3 separate regions of the Rattus norvegicus genome follow, and regions 1 and 3 are each linked to region 2. A link is a contact called in public Hi-C data. All regions are on one chromosome and are shown on one strand. Each heading gives the region's core, a stretch centred on a gene start, on an enhancer-like site or on the middle of the called end of the contact. The rest is flanking DNA. Distances are from core to core; before and after follow the strand shown. Region 1 has its middle 28 kb from the start of Sdr9c7. Region 2 overlaps Zbtb39 (zinc finger and BTB domain containing 39). Region 3 has its middle 53 kb from the start of Uqcrb.

Region 1 (4,624 bases), core at 1,531-4,030, 150 kb after region 2:
CCAGTAGCCTCGGCTCCCCCCCAGGGGGTGGTCAGAGAAGTCTTTCCTCTACCCATGGGCTCCTGCCAATTTGACACTCATACTGTGGTGGTTCCAGGTCAGGATCGGGCAACAAGGTGGCCAAATTGAGCCCAACCGGTGGAGAATCTCATCCAGGTCAGCTGACTGGTGGTCCCATCCTCTGGGTTTTTCCATTCAAGGGCAAAGTATTCTTGACTTTGGGGTGCCAAGGTCAGGCAGAAGAAAGCACCTTTCAAGTCTAAAATCACGTACCAAATTCTGGAAGGTGACAAACTCAACAGAGTGTAGGAGTTAGGCACAGTAGGGTGGGTGTCAGCCACTCTACCACAGTTTACCTCTCTTAAGTCCTGGATTGGGTGATAATCGTTAGTGCTGGGCTTAACTGGCAGGAGTGCTATGCTCCAGGCTGAACAGCACTAAGCAACACCCCAAGCTGGAGGAGCTGGGTGATGTGTGGCTTAATTCATTCTCGTGCCTCCCCCAACATCGGGTGCTGGCACACTGAAACAGGATCAGCCTGGGTCTTAAGCTCCACATACCCAGCCTGCAGATATGCATGACCTAGCTCAGCCATTTTAGCCGAAGCAAGAGGAATATTTTCCAGCCACCAAGTAATATCCTCTATCTTTTGGGTATTGGTCTCAAACAATTTGTATTTGTACTCCAGCCTAATAGTAAGGACCTGGACAGGTTCTTCAGCAGGCTCCCTCAACTGAGGGCCTTTGGGAAGGAAATGGATCTGAAGCCCCATTTTGGAGAGCAAGTCTCTCCTGAACAAGGGATAGGGGCAGTCATGGATGACCATGAACGAGTGGGATAGCTGGCCCACGCCCAGGTCTACAGTTCTTCGGGTAGTCCATGAATATTGTTTAGTCCCAGTGAGTGGCCTCTTGGACCCACTAATTTTTTTTGCTGGAGACCGGCCCATCAGCTTGGAGAAGGACTGAGTGTTGGGCCCCAGTATTGGGTGGGTTTCCCTTCCACTTTCAAGGTTACCCTGGACTCGGGGAGGGGTCTGAACTCTGTCCTCCTTGGTCGCTGTCTTCCCCTGTGCTAACACGTTCACCATTTGGAGGTGCTTTTCCCAAGACCTGGGATTTCCTGCCCCCAGCTTCTGTTTATTGGGAAATTCTCCGTCCCAGTGGCCCCCCTCCTGGAAATATACACATTGGTCCTTTTCAAGGAGTTTTCTGTTTCTCTTTGGTTGGAGTCTCTCTTCTATGCTTTCCCTAACTACTGTAGCCAAGATTCTCTATAAATTTTTTCTGTCACTTTTCTTTTTTTTTAGTCTCTTTTTCATCTTCTTCCTTTCTCGTTCTCTGCTCTTTTTCTGTCTCCCTGTTATGGTAGACTTTCTCAGCAACCTGCACAAAATCCCTCAATAACTTAACCTGTAGCCCCTCGAGCCTCTGAAGCTTTTTCCTGATATCTCTACAAGCCTGGTCTCTAAAAACCAAAGTCACAGTAGCTTTGTGCTCCTCGATGCTGAAGTCATAGGGTGAATATTGGTGGAATGCTTCCATGAGCCATTCTAGAAAGGCTGCTTAACCTCATGAACCTTGATTAAATTGGTGAGTCATCCTGTGACCCCCCCTTGAGACCTGCCAATGGAGTCTGATGGTAGACCTTCAGGTGCTCATTACCTTCTGCTGTATTAAAGTCCCAGTCAGGTCTAGTCAGGGGAAATCCGCTCTCAATGACAGCCTGGTCAATAGATGGTGCCCCTGTGTCTGAGGGGACGTTCTTTCTTCCTGGCTTCCTGCATTATCCTCTCTCACTCTTCAGTCGTGAAGAGCAATCTCATGAGTTGTTGAATATCATCCCAGGTGGGCTGATGGGTAAACAAAACAGTCTGAGATTAATCAGCCCCTTGGGGTTATCTGAGAAGGGGGGTGTTGGGCCTTCCAGTTGTACAAGTCAGCTGAAGAGAAAGGCCAATATTACATGGCCTGATTGCCATCCTCATCTATGGGCTTGTAGGCTCGGAGGGGGAGGGCCACTGTTGTATCGGGTGAAGTAGCCCTTTTGCTCTATCCTCATGGCCAGTCGGGGTTCTGAGGGTCCCTCCCCACCCTCCCCCCTTGCTAGGGCCTGAGGAAGGGAGTGGGGATAAAGGGTTACTGGATGAGAGCTCAAGGGAAATCCTTGAGGAGGGGCTGTGGGTACTGGGGACATGGTAGGGGGTTGGGAGTGTGTGTGAAGGACCCATCAGTATCAGATACTGTGGAAGGGTCCTAGAGAATTGTTTTTACAGACTCGTTGGTCCCTACAGGGTTCTTCTCCTTCATGGCCAGGACCTGAGAGTGTCTTGGAGACAAAAAAAGCTTTTATCCAAGGGGGGGTGGTGGTGTGCTCCACTAGACCCTTCCAGGTAACTATATAGGGTACTTGGTCTGGGTGTCTGAGGAATCCTAGTCTAAAGACTCTTTCCTGTATTGCTTTGATCACCTGCAAATCAAGGGTCCCTATGGGTGGCCACCCTACTCTGAACGTGGGCCATTCAGAGGAGCAGAGAATAACTAACCTGCCCTTTTTTTTTTTTTTTACTATTACTGACAAATGTTATCCTCTTTCTCCAGCTTCCCTCCAGTGGTTAACTAGGATGTTTAACAGGGTAGAATCAGTCTGCTCCATGTCCAAAAATAACATCAATCCAAGTCCAAAAACACAGAGAAAGACAGTCAACACACAGACAGCTTGCCCCTGCCATGGGCAAAGAAACCAGGTAATCCGGTGACTCAGCCAATTTATGCCGATATCAAGTCCAACAGGCAACCCGCCAGCTTGTATTGAGTTTAACAAAAGGAGCAGAGTCCTCCCGACTCCCTCGGGAGGAAGGGGGGCTGAAGCATCCTCCAGACTCCAGTCATGACCTTAAGGCACATCTGTCAGCCACAATTTGACTACACCAGACAGACCAGACCAGACCAGACCAGACCAGAGGCTCTCTAAGCCTTATAGACTCTTGCGAGCAAACCAAAAGCAAGACAGACAATATGGATACAGACAACCACAGTACCTGACATCAAGTTCAAACTATTTCTTTGACAACCATTTCTTGTGACCTCATGGTGGTGGTGGTGGGTGGGGGATCTGGCTTCCCGGCCAATGCACCAAATGTAAGGCTCAAAGTGAGTCTTAACTACAGGGAGACTCCCTCCCCCCAAGTGAGACACAAGAACGGAAGTCAATGTAAACCAAGAGGTTTATTTTTCCTGCGCATCAGGGTTGATTCTCAATCAGAACCTCATGGCAAGTGACTAGAAGGTGACCCTGAATGGCTATAACAAGCAGTTTTTATACTTTTTAGGGGTACAGGTTACATGAGCAAGGCTACAGTTTAAACTTATTGGCTAAGCATATTGACCTTTGAATCTATTGGCTAGCTAGCATATGACATGGATTGGAACTCTATCTGGGACCAGAGGGTCAGGTGACTATCAGTCAGTACATTCTGTGGTTTTTCAAGAACTGAGAACTATGGGTAGAGAATGGAACTTGGCCTAGCCTTGACCCAAGGCGGGAAAATGGTACTTGGCTTAATTTTTTTTTTTATTTATTTTTTATTAACTTGAGTGTTTCTTATTTACATTTTGAGTGTTATTCCCTTTCCCGGTTTCTGGGCAAACATCCCCTAATTTATGGGTGTTCCCCTCCCCATCCTCCCCCCATTGCCGCCCTCCCCCCAACAGTCTAGTTCACTGGGGGTTCAGTCTTAGCAGGACCCAGGGCTTCCCCTTCCACTGGTGATCTTACTAGAATATTCATTGCTACCTATGAGGTCAGAGTCCAGGGTCAGTCCATGTATAGTCCTTAGGTAGTGGCTTAGTCCCTGGAAGCTCTGGTTGCTTGGCATTGTTGTTCATAAGGGGTCTCGAGCTCCTTCAAGCTCTTTGAGTTCTTTCTCTGATTCCTTCAACGGGGGTCCCGTTCTCAGTTCAGTGGTTTGCTGCTGGCATTCGCCTCTGTATTTGCTGTATTCTGGCTGTGTCTCTCAGGAGCGATCTACATCCGGCTCCTGTCAGCCTGCACTTCTTTGCTTCATCCATCTTGTCTAATTGGATGGCTGTATATGTATGGGCCACATGTGGGGCAGGTTCTGAATGGGTGTTCCTTCTGTGTCTGTTTTAATCTTTGCCTCTCTATTCCCTGCCAAGGGTATTCTTGTTCCCCTTTTAAAGAAGGAGTGAAGCATTCACATTTTGATCATCCGTCTTGAGTTTCATTTGTTCTAGGCATCTAGGGTAATTCAAGCATTTGGGCTAATAGCCATTTATCAATGAGTGCATACCATGTGTGTTTTTCTGTGATTGGGTTACCTCACTCAGGATGATATTTTCCAGTTCCAACCATTTGCCTATGAATTTCATAAACTCATTGTTTTTGATAGCTGAGTAGTATTCCATTGTGTAGATGTACCACATTTTCTGTATCCATTCCTCTGTTGAAGGGCATCTGGGTTCTTTCCAGCTTCTGGCTATTGTAAATAAGGCTGCTATGAACATAGTGGAGCACGTGTCTTTTTAATATGTTGGGGCATCTTTTGGGTATATGCCCAGGAGAGGTATAGCTGGATCCTCAGGCAGTTCAATGTCCAATTTTC
Region 2 (4,607 bases), core at 971-3,470:
ACCCAGCTGAAGACCTTGGGACCACCGAGGAGGTGATTGAGTTGAGCGATGACAGCGAGGACGACCTGGCCTTCGGTGACAACCGGGAGAATAAGGCCATGCCTTGCCAGGTATGCAAGAAAGTCCTAGAGCCCAACATCCAGCTGATAAGGCAGCATGCTCGGGACCATGTAGACTTGCTCACAGGCAACTGCAAGGTGTGTGAGACCCACTTCCAGGACCGAAACTCCCGGGTGACCCACGTCCTGTCTCACATCGGCATTTTCCTGTTTTCCTGCGACATGTGTGAGACAAAGTTCTTCACCCAGTGGCAGCTGACCCTGCACCGGCGGGATGGAATATTTGAGAACAATGTCATTGTCCACCCTAACGAACCCCTGTCTGGGAAGCTGGGTCTCTTCCCAGGGGCAGCCTCCCCAGAGTTGAAATGTGCTGCCTGTGGGAAAGCGTTGGCCAAAGATTTCCATGTGGTCCGTGGCCACATCCTGGAGCACGTGAGTTTGAAGGGCCAGGCCTGCAGTGTCTGCGATCAGCGCCACCTCAACCTATGCAGCCTCATGTGGCACACGCTCTCCCATCTGGGCATTTCCGTCTTCTCCTGTTCTGTCTGTGCCAGTAGTTTTGTAGACTGGCACCTTCTAGAGAAGCACATGGCTGTGCACCAGAGCCTGGAGGACGTCCTGTTCCGCTGCCACTTATGCAGCCAGAGCTTCAGGTCTGAGGCAGCCTACCGCTACCACGTCAGCCAGCACAAGTGTAGCAGTGGCCTTGACCCACGTCCCGCTGTGGGGCTACCACACCTAGCCCTCCAGAAGCGGAAGCTGCCCGCTGAGGACTTTCTGAGTGAGGAGCTGGCTCTGCAGGGCCAACCAGGGAATAGTAAGTACAGCTGCAAGGTCTGTGGCAAAAGGTTCGCCCACACAAGCGAGTTCAACTACCACCGACGGATCCACACAGGCGAGAAACCTTACCAGTGCAAGGTTTGCCACAAATTCTTCCGAGGTCGCTCGACCATCAAGTGCCACCTCAAGACGCACTCAGGGGCACTCATGTACCGCTGCACCGTCTGTGGCCACTACAGTTCCACCCTTAACCTTATGAGTAAACATGTCGGTGTGCACAAAGGCAGCCTCCCACCTGACTTCACCATCGAGCAGACCTTCATGTACATTATACATTCCAAAGAGGCTGAAAAGAACCCGGACAGCTGACTGGGAACCCGCAGAGCCCGAGGGAGCTCCCAGGTGGCCGCCGGGATAGTGATTTTCTAAAGGCTGTCAGTCCTTCCCCAGCTGACGCTACAGTTTGCCTTGTTTGTGTTGTGTTGAGAGAAGAAATAGCACATAAGCTGTTACTGCTTTTGAAAGGCAACAGCCCTGTTACATTTACCTCCTTACCTGTTCTCGCCCACAGAGGGCTGCATCTTGATTTTTGAGGCTGGCTTTAGGATCTAGTCAAGCAGCCGGGTTAAACTAGGTCCCCTTCGCCGGTTTCTCTAGTTTTAGTTTACTGATAGGTTTTATGCTGCTAAGAGTCTGACCAACAGCCTCACTCGATGGGGTTTTCACTGTGGCTGTGACTGCCAGTCTTTGGCCAGACCACAGCTGTGAGGAGGTTTGGGGATTGTGGTCATTCAGAAGGGACTAGCAGCAGGGCAGTTCATGTCGGGTACCCACGCCTCCTCAGCAGGGGCAAGGTGTCAGGAGCGGAGGGCACTACTTGCTCCACACCTCGGCTCTCCTGATTGGACGATTGAACGGTGGAAGTCTCTTGGCAGCTAGATCCAAACTGGGGACCAGGCTTTCTGTTTAGGTTGGAAAGCTTTGGGGTACCCCATGGTGCCACCAGACGGGGCAGCCTCCATGGATGGAAGAAGGGCTCTTCCTTTCTCCTCATTTCCAAAGAAGCGCGGTTTTGTAGAGCGAAAACCCTGGACGTCAAACCTTCTGTCAAGAGCAGGGAGGACAGAGAGCCGCCTCAGTGTAGTCGTCTGCCATCTGGCTACCTCCGTAAACTTCCGTCTCCTGGGCATGGAGGAGAGGTCTCAGACAGCAGCAGTCTTGCCTTAATTTACATCGAGTCTCCCACTCAGGACGGTTTAACCTACAGTGTAGATGAGAAGACCATGTGAGTTTATGGTGGAGCATGAGCCCTTCTGGATTAAAGGAACCTGCGTCACCGGTGACTGCATGGCAGGGTGTGCATTCTGACTGTCCCAGTTGGGTAACTTGTTTACTTGGTGGTAACAGTGTGGGAGTTTGGCAGTTCACCTTTGACCTGCTGGAATTATCCTGATCTGTCATTGCATCACCCCCAGGGGGCGCTCTTGGATGGTAGCTGGCTTAGGCCTTCTGCGCAACTGTTTGGCTCCATTCTTAGTCTATGAAGGGGTCTTGCCCAAAAGAGGCTGGAGAGGACCCTTGATCTTGCATACTTATAAGTAGCTCATACTACCTCACCCTGCTCAGGTGAGCTCTAAGTCCCGAATTTTGGGCCCAGCCACCGACACTGCCCCCCCCCCCCAGTGGGACTCAGCCGCACTCTGGGCTGTTTCATAAACAAGTGGTTTTAATTAACTCACAAAGCCTTTCTAGACATTAATATTTATTTTATTATTATTATTATTTTGTTTTGTATATGTACTACCCAGCATCTCTTTTCGATAAATGACTTTAGGAAAATGAGTTTCTCAAGCAAGGAGCCACATTCCAGCAGAGGGTTATGGCTGCAGAGGGGAGAACAGGGGTGTAACTAGGAGAGAGTGTGCCAGGCCTTTTAAGCAGCACAGTTTCTCCAAGCATAGTCTCTAGCAGAGCAAACTCAGATCAGTCACAGGAAGAAGGTGTTTGCACAGTTTTTTATCCTTCCGACATAGGGAGCATCCTATCCCTATATATTAAGACACAGAGGCAAACCAAAGCAGTATACAGTTGGGCTGGCCGGCCAACTTTCCCAGGGCTTTGAACTGAGAAAGCCGGTGAGTTGGTGCCAAGACCTTCCTGAGCTGAATGATGCAGCTCAAACAGTTAAGGACACCCCTCCCTCCCCATCTGAACGTGGTGTTTTCACAGGGAAGAGGTTGCTGTCGCTTTTAGTTTCTGACTTACAGTTTACACTGGGGATGTGTATCACACTACAATGACAGATCTGCTGGAATTTCTAAGCTTCCCCTCCCTAGATTGCTGCTGAGGAGTGAGTACCGAATGGTTGCTGAGATCGGAGAAACCCTTTTCCTTAGCATAAGGCATTGTGGATGCTGGGTGGTCCGTGTACTTAACTTGAAACTGTGAAGTTTTCCCTTTTTGCCATGAACCAAAAAGCAGATCCTTTGAAGTTTTGTCCTTGGAACACTAAAACACAAACTGTATCTTCTGATCCCTTCAGGTTAATTGATCAGGGAGGTCCAGTTGGTCCCGTTAGACAGGCAGCCATTGGGACCAGTAGCTCAGGAGGCTCATTGCCCAAACCATGCCTCTTCGGGTAGCCCCATGTTCGGACCAGTCTCCCCTTCTGTGTGAAGTTGTATTTGCTTTCCCTGCAGCTAGTTCTTCCTTCTCTTGATGAGATTTACTCAAAACATTACTTGGTAGTGAAGGGTACTCCAGGACCCCTGATGGGAGGTGTTAACTTTATTTTGCATTTTTAACTTAACACCCATTTGATTTCACGCCCCCTTCATCCCTGGATTCCCACTTAGTACTATTTCCTGCTGTATCACAGTAGAATTCTCTCTGACCTTTGAATGCTCTGTCTTTGTTTGTTCCCCGTCCCCTGCCTTTTATTTTATTTTTTGGTCTGCACTCAGAACCAGCTGTACAGTGTTCAGAACTGTCGTTCAACAATTATTAGGAGTATCTAGTTGGCTATTTGAAGGACATTAAGCCGGACTTGGGGACATCCCTGGCTCGTTTCTAAGGGGAAATTACAATGTTGATGTGGCACACTGGCATTAACAGCATGTGCTGCTTGTGGCCAGAAGGTGTGTCCACACATGCTGGTGTCCCCTGACAGCTCCATGATGCCAGGGACATCAGAAAGCCCTACTGAACGAACCCTGGTATTTGGTTCTAAATTTTAAGATTCTGTGGAGTTCCTACAGTTCACGGCCAGTTGGGAAGAAAAGAGGTGTTGGTGGGGTCAGGTGACCCTAAGAACAGGAAAGACATAGGCGAGAATTACTTTTGACTTTATTGTGACCTATCCCCAGCCCCTTGTCTACAGGGCAAACCTGTAAGCCTCAGAACTTTTCACCCAGGCAGGACTTTGCTACTGATTATCTTCCTTTTCTGGGTTCCTGCTGTGCTCTCTCCACCAAACCCTAGACTACTCAACCTTGAAAGTGAATTCAGATCCCTTTATACATGGACTCTGAATTCGTTGGCATGGTAGTGGGCCCTATGAAATGGTCTTTGCCTGGCTGGGAGTGTGTACACGTCCCAGTCACATCAAGTGAGACCGAAAGTGGGTGCACGTATACATCTCCGTGTGATGGTACGTCATGATCAGTGTCTAAGAAGACGCCCCCTGTGGCAGTGACCCTGACATTTCCCCTCTGCCAGTCCCCACCCACCCCATCTGGAGTAGCTCAAGTCTCCTGTGAGGCAGAG
Region 3 (4,708 bases), core at 1,631-4,130, 190 kb after region 2:
ATATGCACACATGTATACATGCACACACACAAATAAAATGTAAAGTGAAAAAAAGTTACAGATTCAAGGCCAGGAGGATACCAGTAGGGACCTGTCTCAAAGGAAAAAATAAATTAAAACAAAAATGAAGAAAAAGAAGAGAAGAAAAATAAAAGGATAAATAAAAAAGAGATATAAGATCCTATCTGTATTGTAGTTAAGAAAATCAAGTGTTATCATCATAGTTTCACATTTCAGTATAAAACTAAGAAGAAAATCAGACTAGATTAGGGCAAAAAATAAAGCATGAGAAGACAGGGGATCGGGTGTTTGACTATGAAAACCGGTGCTTGCCAAGTGGCGATGGTGCACACTTTTGCTCCGAGCACTCGGGAGGCAGAGGCTGATGGCTCTCTGAGTTCAAGACCAACCTAGTCTACAGAACAAGTTCTAGGACAGCCAGGACTACACAAAGAAAAAAAAAAAAGAAGGAAGGAAGGAAATTGGTACTGGTACTTGTTAAACAGAATGTGACTCTGTGTGTGTGTGTGTGTGTGTGTGTGTGTGTGTTATAAACATGCTTTCATGTGTCTGTGTGAATGTTGTTTGCATGTTCATGTGCAAGTGTGCATCAATGTGCTCATGGACATGCATGTGTGTATGTGTGTCTGTGTGTGTGTGTGAGCCTATGTGTATATGCATTTATGTTATGGACATTCTTACATATGAATGAGTATGTGTGCATTTGTGTACTAGGCTGTGTGTATGTGTGTGTATGTGTGCTTGAATGTGCAAGTGCACGTGCATGTGCATGTGTGTATGTATGTGCATGTGTGTGTACATGAGTGTATATGTGTGTGCATGGGTGTGTTATGGACATGCTTGCATGTGTAAATGTGAGTGTGTGTTACAAACATGCTTGCATGTGCACAAGTGGCTGTGCTTATCTGTGTGAGACCATGTATGTGGAGGATGCGGATGCCGACTGGGCTCCAGTGTTCCTATATCACTCTCTGTGTTCCTTTTTGAGGCAGGAGCTGTCACCTGATCACTGGTTGGTAGACTGGCTGCCAGGCAAGCCCCAGACATACCCCTAGAACTGTAGTTACAAATTTGCCCAGAACTTTTTAGTGTACACAGACCTGTAATGAATCTATTATACATTTTATAATACACATCAAATAAAGAAAATCCAATTCTTCTCAACATATGAATAAGCCTTAGGCTAATGATATATGGAGATACCTGGATGCACTTGAAAATTAAAGGCAGGAGCTTTCTTGTCTCTTACCTCAAAATGAAAAGACCAAACTAAGAAAATGTCTGACCACAAAAAAACTTAAGAGTATTTTGTTGTTGTTGTTGTTGTTTGCTGTTTTTGCAAAAGGGTCTCTTGTGTCCCAGGCTGGATTCAAATTTACCACATAACTAAGGATGACTTTGAACTTCTAATCCTCCTGCCTTTAGTTCCCCAGTGCTAGGATTATAGGCATGAAACAGCATGCCCAGTTTTCTGGACTGACTGGGATCAAACCTAGGACTCTGTTAAGCAAGCATCTACACTCGGATTTTGTAGGTTGTTTTTCTGGTTCTTGTTGTTGCTGTTGTTATTTTGGGACACATTCTTATGTAGTCCAGGCTAGCCTCCAATTTACTGTAGCTGAGGATGACCTTGAATTCATGATCCTTCTGTGTCTACTTCTTTAGCACTTTGATTATGGTATATGCTATCATCGTACCTGGCTGGAAAATACTAAAATATTATCTTAATTATCTAGTCAGGAATAAAATCCAAAATGAAACAACTGTCAAGAAAATTGAGTGCCACAAACATGTGAAATTTGGCCCAAATATGACATACAGAAAAGCTCGATGGTATAGCTGCTTTAGAAAGCCTACAGATGATGGGCTAGAGAGATGGCTCAGTGGTTAGGAGCACTGACTGCTCTTCCACAGGTCCTGAGTTCAATTCCTAGCAACCACATGGTGGCTCATGACCATTTGTAATGATGCCCTTTTCTGGTGTATCTGAAGACAGTGACAGTGTACTCACATACATAAAACAAATAAATTTACAAAAAAAAAGAAAAGAAAACCTACTGATGACTTCCTAAAAAGGTAAACTTAGACTCACAAACGTGAACATAACTGTTGACAGCTAGACATTCATAACGGCTGAAAAATAAAAGCCACCAAAAGTCAACTAACTAGTGGAGAAGCAAATATGTGGTGTGTAACACAGCCGTGAAAATGAGTATTGGACTGGGTGGTGGTGCTTGCCTTTAATCCAGCACTTAGGAAAGGCAGGCAGTTATCTGTGAGTTTGAGGCCAGCCTGATCTACAGAGTGAGTTCCAGGACAGCCATGGTTGCACAGAGAGACCTTGACTCAAAAAAAAAAAAAAAAAAAAGTAGTGCTATTGTCTTTCTTGTAAGCACCCTTTAATGTTTACTTTCCCATAAGTGAGCTAAGTAAGCTTTGCTCAGTCCACAGCTAGTAGAGCCTAGCAGCCTCTCTTTTTAGAGACCAGCCGCATTATCCTCAGAGCACCTTCAGATGGCCTGAGGCAAGTGTATTCCAGCTGTTCACTTGCACTGGCTTGGAGACTTCTGCTTAGCAATGACAATCCTTAAAGTACTTTAGATGACAGAAGGTGCTGCACTTCCCCTGTGATTCAGCAAAAAAAAAAAAAAAAAAAAAAAAAAAAGCCTGTGGTTGGTACGGTGCCATTGGTAAACTTGACCTGAGACAAGTACACACATGAAGCCTGTTGGAAGCCTGGTGTGCACGTGCAGAGGTGAATCCACACACGAGCCTCCCACGTCTCTCGCATGGCTGTATGCTGTGTCCTTCTTGGAGCAGGTTGTTTGACACAATTTTCCTGATGGGTCTGGGAGGCCTCACCTGGAAGCCTATTTACTACGTCTGTCAATGTTGCAAAACGTTGTTCTCGGCAGTCTCCCAAACCGCCCTTGTGTTTCTGATCTTTATTGTGAGAACAAACAGGCCTCTGGCTTCCAGTTCTGGCAGAGATAACAAATGTTGACACTGAGAAGTAGCTGAGTTACAGAGAGCCTAGGGTCTCTACATTGAAGTCTCAGAACTCTAAAACCAGCCAGCCCACCAAGCATCTGAAAGACAGAGACAGGCCAACCAGAAGACGGAGGCATGTGGGACATCTATAGCCAGTTCAGGCCAGTTTTATGAGGTTGTGCCCCATTCCCCTAAAATAACTGCAACTCTAAATTGCCACCAAAGAACTGCAGAGATGACCAAGAATAGACACTACAAGGAACCAAACTTGGTGGCCGACTCCTATAATTGCAGGAGGAGTCTACATATCAAGTTCCAGGACAGCCATAGCTACGGTGAGACACGGTCTTCAAACAAAACAAAACAAAACAAAACAAAACAAAACAAAACAAAACAAAACAAAACTAAAAACACTAAAGGAAGGTAAAAAATACACAGAGTGACTGAGAAGGGGAATAGCAGGACTGGAGAGATGGCTCAGTGGTTGAGACCACTGACTGCTCTTCCAGAGGTCCTGAGTTCAATTCCCAGCAACCACATGGTGGCTCACAGCCATGGGATTTGATGCCCTCTTCTGGTGTGTCTGAAGACAGCTACAGTGTGCTCAAACAAATGACAGTAAAAGCATGCTCCCTCTACCCCACCCCAATCCATCATTGATGTGGCCCCTGGAGCTCCCAGTCCCAGATTCATCAGGCTGAGGAAGGCCGCTGTTTCTAGGATGGAGAGACTAATGCACAGTCACTTGTGAGCAGCAGTGGGAACATGGGCACACACTGTGCGCATCACCCACACATCACGCTCTGCAGTTGGAGGCTAACAGCTTCTAGGCTTCCTTGATTTGCCGGCCAATTAATGGGGGGCAGTAAGGAGAAAGTGACCTTGAGACTTAATAAATATGTTCTCTCTCAAGAGGTGTGTGTGTGTGTGTGTGTGTGTGTGTGTGTGTGTGTGATAAAGTGAACTGAGTCCAAGAATTTCTCATTCACCATTCTCATACAGTGTGAACAGCTGTCTCCTAACATTTCCCTGCCATGATGTATCCTGTCCCCTGAACCGGTGAGCTTCAACAACGCTTCCTTAAGTTGCCTTTAGATGTATTTTAGTCACAGGAGCTATACAAGTAACGAGTACACACTAAGCCAAGTTACACACACCCATTTTTGGAAGATTCTCCATTTCTCTACACAAAATGTGTTCATCCTGTGTGTGCAAATTGTGTGTTGTATGATTTTGTCTTTCTGGTCCCTATTAATTGGGCCAGAGATAAAAACAGTCAAAGCCCACAAGTTTCTTTACCCTGACCACCATAGCCTGGATTCCAGAAACCTGACTGGGATGTTAAAGGAAGAAAGTCAGACACTGAAGGGATTAGAGGCGATCTGCACAGAACAACATACAGATGTATGCATGGAAAGCCTGGGGTTGAGTGGGCTGTACCCGGATGGAGAGGAGCAGCCTCAGATCAACAACGGGAACTTCTGGGTTTTATTGCACACAGCAGAGAAGGGAGGGCTTAGCTCAGATGCTGTGTGCAGGCAGGAGTCATGGGCTTTACACATCTAGACTAGAGGAGGCTTTGTCATATTGCTGAGCCTGACCCTTGTATTCCCATAGGCCCAAGGCCCTGGTCCTTAACCCACGTCAGATGATGTACATTCATTCAGGATCTGTTTGAGTCAAGACAGCTGTCAGC

What was found. Hi-C and Micro-C count contacts between places; a contact is called where the count stands out from the background.
Region 1: a contact with region 2 is called in a Hi-C map of hepatocytes, with 2.1 times the contacts expected there. The contact joins two enhancer-like sites. A contact is called at or near these places in 3 of 12 Hi-C or Micro-C datasets (hepatocytes and liver).
Region 3: a Hi-C map of liver shows a contact between it and region 2, with 3 times the contacts expected there. The contact joins two enhancer-like sites. A contact is called at or near these places in 12 of 12 Hi-C or Micro-C datasets (the A7r5 cell line, the Rat2 cell line, Schwann cells and 7 more) and 1 of 1 datasets of contacts at active chromatin or transcription factors (oligodendrocytes).

Annotation. Positions count from the first base shown.
Region 1 is chr7:65,614,756-65,619,379 of GRCr8, forward strand. No RefSeq gene overlaps it. Among named protein-coding and RNA genes, the nearest start is that of Sdr9c7, 28 kb to the left of the region's middle. Within about 2 kb of position 2,781, at least 1 of the 93 cell types and tissues checked has an H3K27ac peak or open chromatin away from gene starts, as enhancers often do. A contact at or near this core is called in hepatocytes, where this site is marked.
Region 2 is chr7:65,464,976-65,469,582 of GRCr8, forward strand. Zbtb39 (zinc finger and BTB domain containing 39) reads left to right here. Exons shown (of 2, transcript NM_001130537.2): 2 at 1-4,607. The coding sequence ends at 1,211. Among named protein-coding and RNA genes, the nearest start is that of Zbtb39, 5.0 kb to the left of the region's middle. Within about 2 kb of position 2,221, at least 5 of the 93 cell types and tissues checked have an H3K27ac peak or open chromatin away from gene starts, as enhancers often do. A contact at or near this core is called in hepatocytes and liver, where this site is marked.
Region 3 is chr7:65,650,346-65,655,053 of GRCr8, forward strand. It overlaps the pseudogene LOC134479600. Among named protein-coding and RNA genes, the nearest start is that of Uqcrb, 53 kb to the right of the region's middle. Within about 2 kb of position 2,881, at least 3 of the 93 cell types and tissues checked have an H3K27ac peak or open chromatin away from gene starts, as enhancers often do. A contact at or near this core is called in hepatocytes and liver, where this site is marked.